2 separate regions of the Rattus norvegicus genome follow, and region 2 is linked to region 1. The links are chromatin contacts, called in public Hi-C maps. All regions are on one chromosome and are shown on one strand. The core of a region is the stretch at or near the end of the contact, and the rest is flanking DNA. Distances in the headings are between cores, read along the strand shown.

What was found. A called contact is a pair of places that touch in the nucleus more often than the background predicts.
Region 2: a contact with region 1 is called in a Hi-C map of hepatocytes, with 3 times the contacts expected there. The contact joins the promoter of Tdg here to the promoter of Txnrd1 in region 1. A contact is called at or near these places in 2 of 12 Hi-C or Micro-C datasets (hepatocytes and mammary epithelial cells).

The regions. Positions count from the first base shown.
Region 1 is chr7:22,754,286-22,758,364 of GRCr8, reverse strand. It overlaps Txnrd1 (thioredoxin reductase 1), which reads left to right and starts at 2,461. Exons shown (of 15, transcript NM_031614.3): 1 at 2,461-2,569; 2 at 3,694-3,801. LOC108351425 (a long non-coding RNA gene) reads right to left here and starts at 2,348. Exons shown (of 4, transcript XR_005486809.2): 1 at 2,211-2,348; 2 at 1-699.
Region 2 is chr7:22,983,100-22,987,379 of GRCr8, reverse strand. Tdg (thymine-DNA glycosylase) reads left to right here and starts at 2,280. Exons shown (of 10, transcript NM_001388503.1): 1 at 2,280-2,479. The coding sequence starts at 2,457.

The DNA of each region.
Region 1 (4,079 bases), core at 1,212-3,711:
TGCTGGGAAGGCCTGTCTGGTGGATTCTGGTTTCTTAAAGTTGAAACCAGGTCATGAGCAGAGGGAGGGCAAGATGTGGCAGTGCTGTTAGAGATTCAAAAGAAAAAGAAGGAAAAAATGGAAGAGTCATTGTGGCGGCTGGGGAAATATGACAGGGAGAAAGGATTGCTGGCAGGGACAGATTTGAGGTTTGTGGTCCTGACCTACTCTCTGTGTTTCTCCAGCAATGGTTTGCTGCCCAAGTAGGGTACAGACGATGTGGACGGGTGAGTAGCACTAACAGGAGTGGCTCTTAGCCAGGGGGTAAGAGTGAGGGTTGGGGGGAAGCAGCACACACCTTTATTAATCCCAGAACTTGGGAGGCAGAGGCAGGCAGATCTCTGAGTTTGAGGCCAGCCTGGTTCAGAGAGCAAGTTCCAGGACAGCCAGGGTTACACAGAGAAACTCTGTTTTGACCAAACAAAACAAACAAACCTCCCCAAAGAAGGGTGGGTCTTGCCTTGTCTGGACCATTGAGAAAGCTGGACTTGATCTCAGGGCCCTAGAGAGAAGGAGGTTCCATAGTGATTACTGTAGCTGGCACCCTCTGCAGATGGGTGTTTACATTGGTATTGAGGCAGCAGGACTCCGGTCTTAGCCGAGACGATAGTTGAGAAACAGAAGGATTTTTCGACGTTGTCTGAGCTACGATACCACATTCTAGGGGGACAAGAAATCAAACAAGGGTTTGCTTTTCGAAAGTTTTGATAGATTTAGATGATGTGCAGTTATTAGTAGGTACTTGGGGCCACAAAGAGGGAAGGGACAGTCATGGCTGGGAGCCCCACCCAGAGAAGGTGACTTTTCAAATGAGCATTGACGGACTACTACGTTGGTTTTCAGGGAAGGAAGATAACATGCTCAGTCAAATCGATCTAAGGTGTTTGATTAGAGCGTGAGCAGACCTTGAGCTATGGGGAAAGGGGAGGAGGAGCCTCTTCCCGTAACCAGTAACTAACTGGACCAGAATACGGCTCTCTGGATCTCCTCACAAGGGGGAAGCTGTTTCAGCCGCCAGCGCGTGCTACAGTCTACTTATCTTAGGAGCAGTGGGGGGTTGAAGCGGCTTACGTGGTCGTTTCTAATATGCTCAACCATGATCCCTCTGACCAGTCCCAGTAAGATATTTTCAGGGTCAAGCTATTGGAATCCTATAATCCTGGCATTAGTATGTTATTATAACCGTGATATATCCCATCATATTCTAGAAATAAGTTGCACTGTCTATATTTTTAATAATGAGGTACCCAGGACCTTCTTTTTACGGACTGTCCCTACACCTGAGATAAGGCAAACAGTGCTTAATGCAGACCTTGGCTGGGGAGCCAGGGGCAATCAAATTCTCTGTCTCTTGGCCTGAACACTTATTTTGGAGCCAGTCCCGACACTTGAGAGTCAGGGGCTGCCCTGGTTCAAGCACTGCTTGTACACACACAAGAAGTGAGCTGTGGGCAGTGTGGGAGAGGCGTCCGGTCAGCCTGTGCAGTTGTCTGTACATTTATGCAAGCCTTTTACTCTCACCTCAGAAAAGCCTAGAAGGAATGTGGGGAGGGCCACCCAGTTCTCAGCAGGTGTGGCTTCAGGCTGTTAGGAGCCAGCAACCTTCTCACCTATTTTGTTTTTCACCCAGCCATTAACCAAAGTAGTGGGTCAGACCGACCATTCATCCATTCATTCATTCATCCATCCATTCACTCGGGTGCCAAGCAGTCTTAGTAACCTAGGGGCAGGGAGGCATGAGAGGACAAGGCTGCCTCTGGTAGGTGCTGGTGGTGCTGTGCCAAGTGCTAAATATACAGCTTTCTTTAAGGTAAACAAGACAACCCCATGCCCGACTGGGACGAAGAGGAAGTATTGTAAGGAGAATTACTCATTTCTTTTCAGGGTTACTCAGGATGAAGTAGGCATAGTTTTAAAAAGCCAGGGAACTTCCTTAAGAGAATCACCAGACTTGACTAATCCTCAGGGTAGTGGGGTCACTATGCAGTCAATTAGATTAACTTTTGCATTTTCTTAAAAAAAAAAAAAACTACTGGGCAGGGTCACAGCCAGTACCAGGGACATCAGAACGTCTGTACAGATGCCGGGCGTCAATACGTTTAAAGTTCCTCTTGTGACTAACGCAAGCTTTGTAGATAGCAGCGCCTTAGGGCTGAGGCCAGTTTACTCACTCCACACACTCTTACTGGGTTCTGGTTCCCAACATTCTTTGAATAGCAGCGGCGGCCTTTGGGTCGGGGGGCGGTTCCGGGCAGCGAGGATGTTTCACGGTCCAATTAGGAGCTCTCACTTTGCGGGGAGGACAGGCACAGGTTGCCGGGGCTGCGCGAGGACTGGATTTTTGCTTTGTCATTCTGACACGGGCAGTTCGCCCGCCTACTAAGAGCAGGGCGTGGCTTCCCGGAGCCACTAGGAACCAGCCTCTCTTTATCCTCAGTGTGCTTCCGTCAGGCCTCGCATCCACGCGGGAGGTGCGGGACGCCGACGCGGCGGGGCGAGAAGAGCCGGTGTTTTCATCCTCCTTGCTCATGTAAGCTCTACGCCAGCTCCTGGGAACCAGGGATGCCCGGGACAGTCGCTGGCTGACCTGGGAGCATCGCTCCGGGGTGGTGATTTGGAAATATCCGGGAGGGGACCATTTACTGTGTGACTGAGAGGACTGGGAACAAGCTAGGGTAAGCTCTTAGAAAAGGTGCAGAGGACAACCGAGTCACAAGCTTCAGTATATGGGGACTTGAGTCCGGCCCTTGTCTGCTGGTGCCTGGCAAGCTACCAGAGAAAAATGGGTATCCCTTGTAGAGCAATGATCTTGAGTTCTATGCGACACGTTGAGGAATATGTATATAGGTCTGTGATTGCATTAAGAAGTTTCATGCCTTTACAAATGTTTTCATACCATAAGCCCCATGAAACTCCTTGGAATTGCCATTCGCATGTTTTCAAAGTGGCTTGCCCTTCTTGACCCAGGTAGTTCCCTAACTGTAGGAGGCGGTGCAGGCTGGTGGTTAAGAACAGAGACAATCAATCCTGCCTGGATTTGAGTCCCGCCTCCGATGTTGACAGGCAGCTCGAACTTGTCCAAGTTGGTTGACAATTTGTAACTCGGTTTCCCAACCTGTGAAATGGACGTGGTAACACATCTAAAAGTACAGTTGTGAAGACTAAATGTTTATATGTACATATATACATATAAATATTTATATCTTTATTGGTACTAGCACTGAATAACTGCATTTACGTGCTGGTGTCAGATATATATATATCTGAATCTGTGAGCTCCATCTTTAATAGCCTCATACTTTTCCGAGTTCACTCCTTTGTGAAATAGGACCATCCTCCCCTGATGTCATCCAGAGTGTGGATGGATACTGTCTTAGTGGGCCTTCGTTTTGCCCGCGGTTTCAGATTCCAGGAAGCCCTGGGTGTTGAATTCTCTCGGCAATGCGATCAAAAGCCAGACCACTCTGTGTTAGCGAGACTGGGACCCTTTAGTCGCCCTGAAGAGCTTTTCTGAGTTCAGGAGGTCCTGGAGTCTTCTTGCTGGCTCGGCTGCTTGCGGGTCGGAGTCCACTGGCGGGAGTGACCGGAGGGCGTGTGGCGTCCCGGAAGCCCCGCCCGGAGGAAGGCTCACTGCCGCTCTGCTTTGTGCCACAGAGGGCGGCGGGGCCTTGCAGCGGCGCGGGCAAACGGAGAGGCCGCGGGAGGCGGCGAGCCGGCAGAAGGCGAGGGAGAGCGGAGGGCGGCCATGGTCCAGCCCTGAAGGTAGGAACCGCGCACGATCCCGGATTCCCGATCCCCGGCGCCCCGGCGTCCGGCCACTGCAGGCTGGCGACCCACGTGCTCTGATCCCTGAACCGGGAGGAGCCAAGCCATTTCTTCTTTTTAAAACGACCAACTGTTCAAAGTACCCTTTGCTTGGGTTTCTCCTCTTACAGTTTTCATCCGCAGGGTGAGTAGCATGGGGAAGTCTTGAGAAAAAGGGCATTAGGAAATGTTTACCCCTTCCTCATTAGGCCCGCCCCATCACCTTCCTCTTAATT
Region 2 (4,280 bases), core at 1,031-3,530, 230 kb before region 1:
TTCATCTTGCATGGAGTAAAAATGTTCTGGGTTAGTCAGAACCAGTGAAGAGAGACATGGTTGGGTAACTAGTCAGTTTCTCAAGGACTGAATGCAGGCCGTTTCCTGAAGTGTCCCCCACTTACCTTACATTCTGGTCACGCCCTCCCCATCTCCTCAGAGTACACTCACTGAACAACTCACTCCATCGTGGGACATCAAGCCACAACAGGACTAATCACATCCTCTCCCACTGAGGCCCAACCAGGCAGTCCCCCTCCAATTGTTCAGGGGACTCACATGAAGACCAAGCCTCAATCTGCTGCAAATGTGTACAGGGCCCAGGTCCAGCTCCTGACTGCTCTTTGGTTGGTGGTTCAGTCTCTGTGAGCCACCATGGGTCCAGGTTAGTTGACTCCGTAGGTCTTTTCATAGTGTCCTTGGCTACTCTGGCTTGCTCATTTCTTTTTTTTTTTTTTTTTTTTTCTTTTTTTCGGAGCTGGGGACCGAACCCAGGGCCTTGCGCTTGCTAGGCAAGCGCTCTACCACTGAGCTAAATCCCTAATCCCTGGCTTGCTCATTTCTATCCCTCACTTTCCCACAGGACTCCCAAACACTGCTGAGCCATCTCTCCAAACCCCTAAAAGTGCTTTTTATTGTTATGCAAAAGGCACTTTTAGCAAGTCAACTTCTACACACCAAAACTTCTTATAGGATCTAGGGGCTGTGAAGGAACCATTACCTAAGATTCACAGACACAGGAAACTTCCTGGTTTGCCAGGTACGTCTCAAGACCACGTAATGCACAGCCTGAGAACCCTTCAAAGGAACAACCCATCAAATCTCAGATAACAACCACTGACCCTTTACAAAAGGCTATCTCAAAGCCTAGGTGCCATGATGCTGGAATTCATGAAGATGGCCAGACACTCTCAGACAACTCTTCTGGCCGAACACCCAGGACAGACATTATGAAGAAATAAAACAAAAGCTCTTAGAACCTCTGAAAGCCAAGGATGGTGGCACTTGCTTTGTAACCCCAGTCAGTACTTGGGAATGAAGCAGGAGACTGGCCTGAGGTTGAGGCCAGCCTGGATTCCAGGTGCAAAGTTCTAAGCCAGTCAGGGGTACACAGTATAATTATCTCAACAACCAAAAGAGCCTCTGGGAAGTCGAAGTGAGATGGGTGTGTAAGACTCTGAAGCAGAGACCCATCTCGCATCTAGCATCATGGACTTTAAAGGTTGGTGTTTGTCCATCTCCAAAGCAGAGAACAGTTTATGTAAATCTTCATAGTCTACAAAGAGCCTCCTTTTATAGATTAGTGAACTGAGGCCCAAGCGGTAATGGCCTCCAATCTTAGGTTTTCCAATTAAGCATCACAGGAACCGACGAGAAAGGCAATTTTCTTCTTCTTTTTTTTTTTTTTTTTTTTTTTTCCCGGAGCTGGGGACCGAACCCAGGGCCTTGCGCTTGCTAGGCAAGTGCTCTACCACTGAGCTAAATCCCCAACCCCAAGGCAATTTTTTGTTGCTTTGTTTAAGGCACAGTTTTTATTATCACTTGAGTTTTTCGCCACAGTTTCTCTGTGTAGTCTTGGTTGTCCTGGAACTCGCTCTACAAACAAGCCAACCTCACTTAGTTCTGCCTGCCTCTGTCTCCCAAATGCTGGGATGCCCAACCAAGACAAGTTTTGTTTACTTTAATCTTAATTAATCTTACTTCTCAATCATGGCCCGCCCTTCCCTCCCCCCTCCAAGTCCCATCCTCACAAATCCTGCCCCCTTGGGTACTACCCTTGGCTTAAGTTTCAGCAGGTCTAGGCACATCGTTTCCGACCTACTTAATCCCCCTCCTCCAGTCCGCGCTGGATCCACTGGTAAGGAACAGAGAGACCTAGACAGCCCTGTTTCTCTTGTTAGACTCACACGAACACCAAGCTGCACATTTGTTACAAATGTGTAGAGTCCAGGTCCAGCTCGTGCAGGCTCCCTGATTGGTAGCCCAGGCTCTGAGAGCCCCAAGACCAGTAGCTTTTAATCCACCCAAAACGTAGGGTGAAAAGACATGAATTTGCTACCAAGCATAACCGTCCACCTACACATCCCAAAGGCGGTCACCCTTAACCCAGACCCACAAGGAAATTTAGAGCCCACAAAAGCTGACGTCAGCCGTGCGCTCCCCATCCTCTTCGAAACCCACGTTTCCCGAAAGGCTAAGCGGCGGTCGGGGTGCCCCAAAAAGGAGACGCCATTGGCTTGGCCAGTGTCATGTGACAGCGAGGCCACCGGCCTCCGGAGGGAGGGGGACGGAAGTGCACTGTGGACTCGCCGCGGTGATGTAGCAGCGTGGGAGGGGCCGAGGCCAGCGCCATCCGTCCACCGGCCGCCCGGATCCTGTGGTGAGTCCGCAGGCCGATCGGCAGAGCGGGCGCCCGCGGGCTGGGCAGGAGTAGCCGCACTCTCAGCGGCGCCGCCATGGACGCGGAGGCCGCGCGCAGGTAACGCGGGCTCTCGCGGCTGGGGTCGGCCAGGGCCGCGGCCGGCACAAAGGCCGGCCTGCGCGTGCGCGGTGGAGACCTCACCGCTCCCCTTTCCCCCCGCGATCCGCGCAGGTCCTCAGCCTCGGGTACCCGCGAGCTTTAAAAGGTGGTGTGTGCGCGGCCGCAGCCTCCGCCCGCAGTTCTTCATTCTCCATCACGGTGGGCTCTAGAGGCCGAGCGGGTGCCCTGTGAATGTGCTTGCAGCGGCGTCCTCTGCATCCTCGCAGGGTAGATGCTATTGCTGTCGAGTGTGTATAACACGCCAAGAAGGCAATTTAGAGATTGTACCTTCGTCTTTAATTTGGAGTCGGTCTTTAAAACTGTCCCTTAGGGTGCGGGGGGGATATCAGAGCAGACCTGCCAAAGTATAGGTTTGGAGATGTAGACTCGTCACAGAAAACTAAATAAGAAAAACAAGACGGCAAGGTCTTCGCAGGTAAACGGAATACTGATTTAGGTAATAGGCCTGGCGAAGAATTAGCTCGCCTGTTGAGTGGCGAATGGACATTGAATTTAGGCAAGTGATTCTGTCTTCACATCCCCCTTCCCTCCCTCCCCTATTCGACGGCTGTATTATTATACATCTTTTCGTAGATTGACGGGGGTTAATGGCCGTCCATGGGGGTGAAGTGAAAGCCAGGTTTACCACTTACAGATTCAAGGGCACACTGCACAAGGGTCTCTACTCACAGGACAGGTAATCTACCTCCAGCTCTGTTCAACAGTTTACCAACTGCAGGGAGCCAGTGAGAGTGGCGAATGCCCCGGCCCAGCTTTCAGAAGGGTTTGTAGAACTGATAGATTGAATCGGAGTCTACATAAATAAATGCTGAGTGGATTAATGAAGCATGAACAAAAAGAGGCACGGTCTCACATGTAGGTGCAGGGGCGGGGGTGGGGGGGGACGACCAAGACTGAGTAAGGCATATGAGCAGTGTTCATATAAGTTTGTTTCCAGAAAGAAACTGTTGGAGTTCATGTTGATGCTGTACCTGGAGTACTTGGTGTGCGTGCGTGCGTGCGTGCGTGCGTGCGTGCGTGCGTGCGTGCGTGCGTGCGTGCGTGCGTGCGTGCGTGCGTGCGTGCGTGTGTGTGTGTGTGTGTGTGTGTGTGGTTTCTCTTTGACTCTCTCCCCCAAGACCAAATAAGCTTAATTTTGTGTGTGTGGGGGGAGGGGGTCTTGATGTCATACTGTTAAAATGAATCTAGATAATTATTATTTGGGAGGGTGTGGTTGGTGGATTGAGCCCCAGGCCTCCAGTGTGCTAAGCAAGCACCTTACCACTGAGTCACATCCCCAGCCATCTTCTTACTCTGTATTTTGAAAGGGGTTGCCTTGGCTACCCTTGGATTCACTCTGTAGCTCAAGTGGACCTTAAATTCATGCCTCAGTCTCCCAGATGACTGAGATTAACGGGCCTTTCCCACCAGGCCTGGCATGAACTGGATATTCAGATTAGTCCTAAAGTCTTTGTGCACTCTGCGTGCAGGAGCTAACGCACTGGTAAGTGTGCATTCTCCGTGTGGCACCCCTTGCAGCAGATGTGTTTGTGGTGTTCCTTCACGGTCCACATTACTAGCTTCCTGGAGCTCTGTGTGTTGTAGTAAATACTATTTGGGGGTTTCCTAACCCACCATAGATCATTTAATTCCCAAATATAAGACACCATACCTTCAGATGTTATAATAAGCTTAAAACCACTAGAACTGGTCAGATATCAAGCCTCTATGCTATTTTGTCTGGTTCCCTGACAATAAC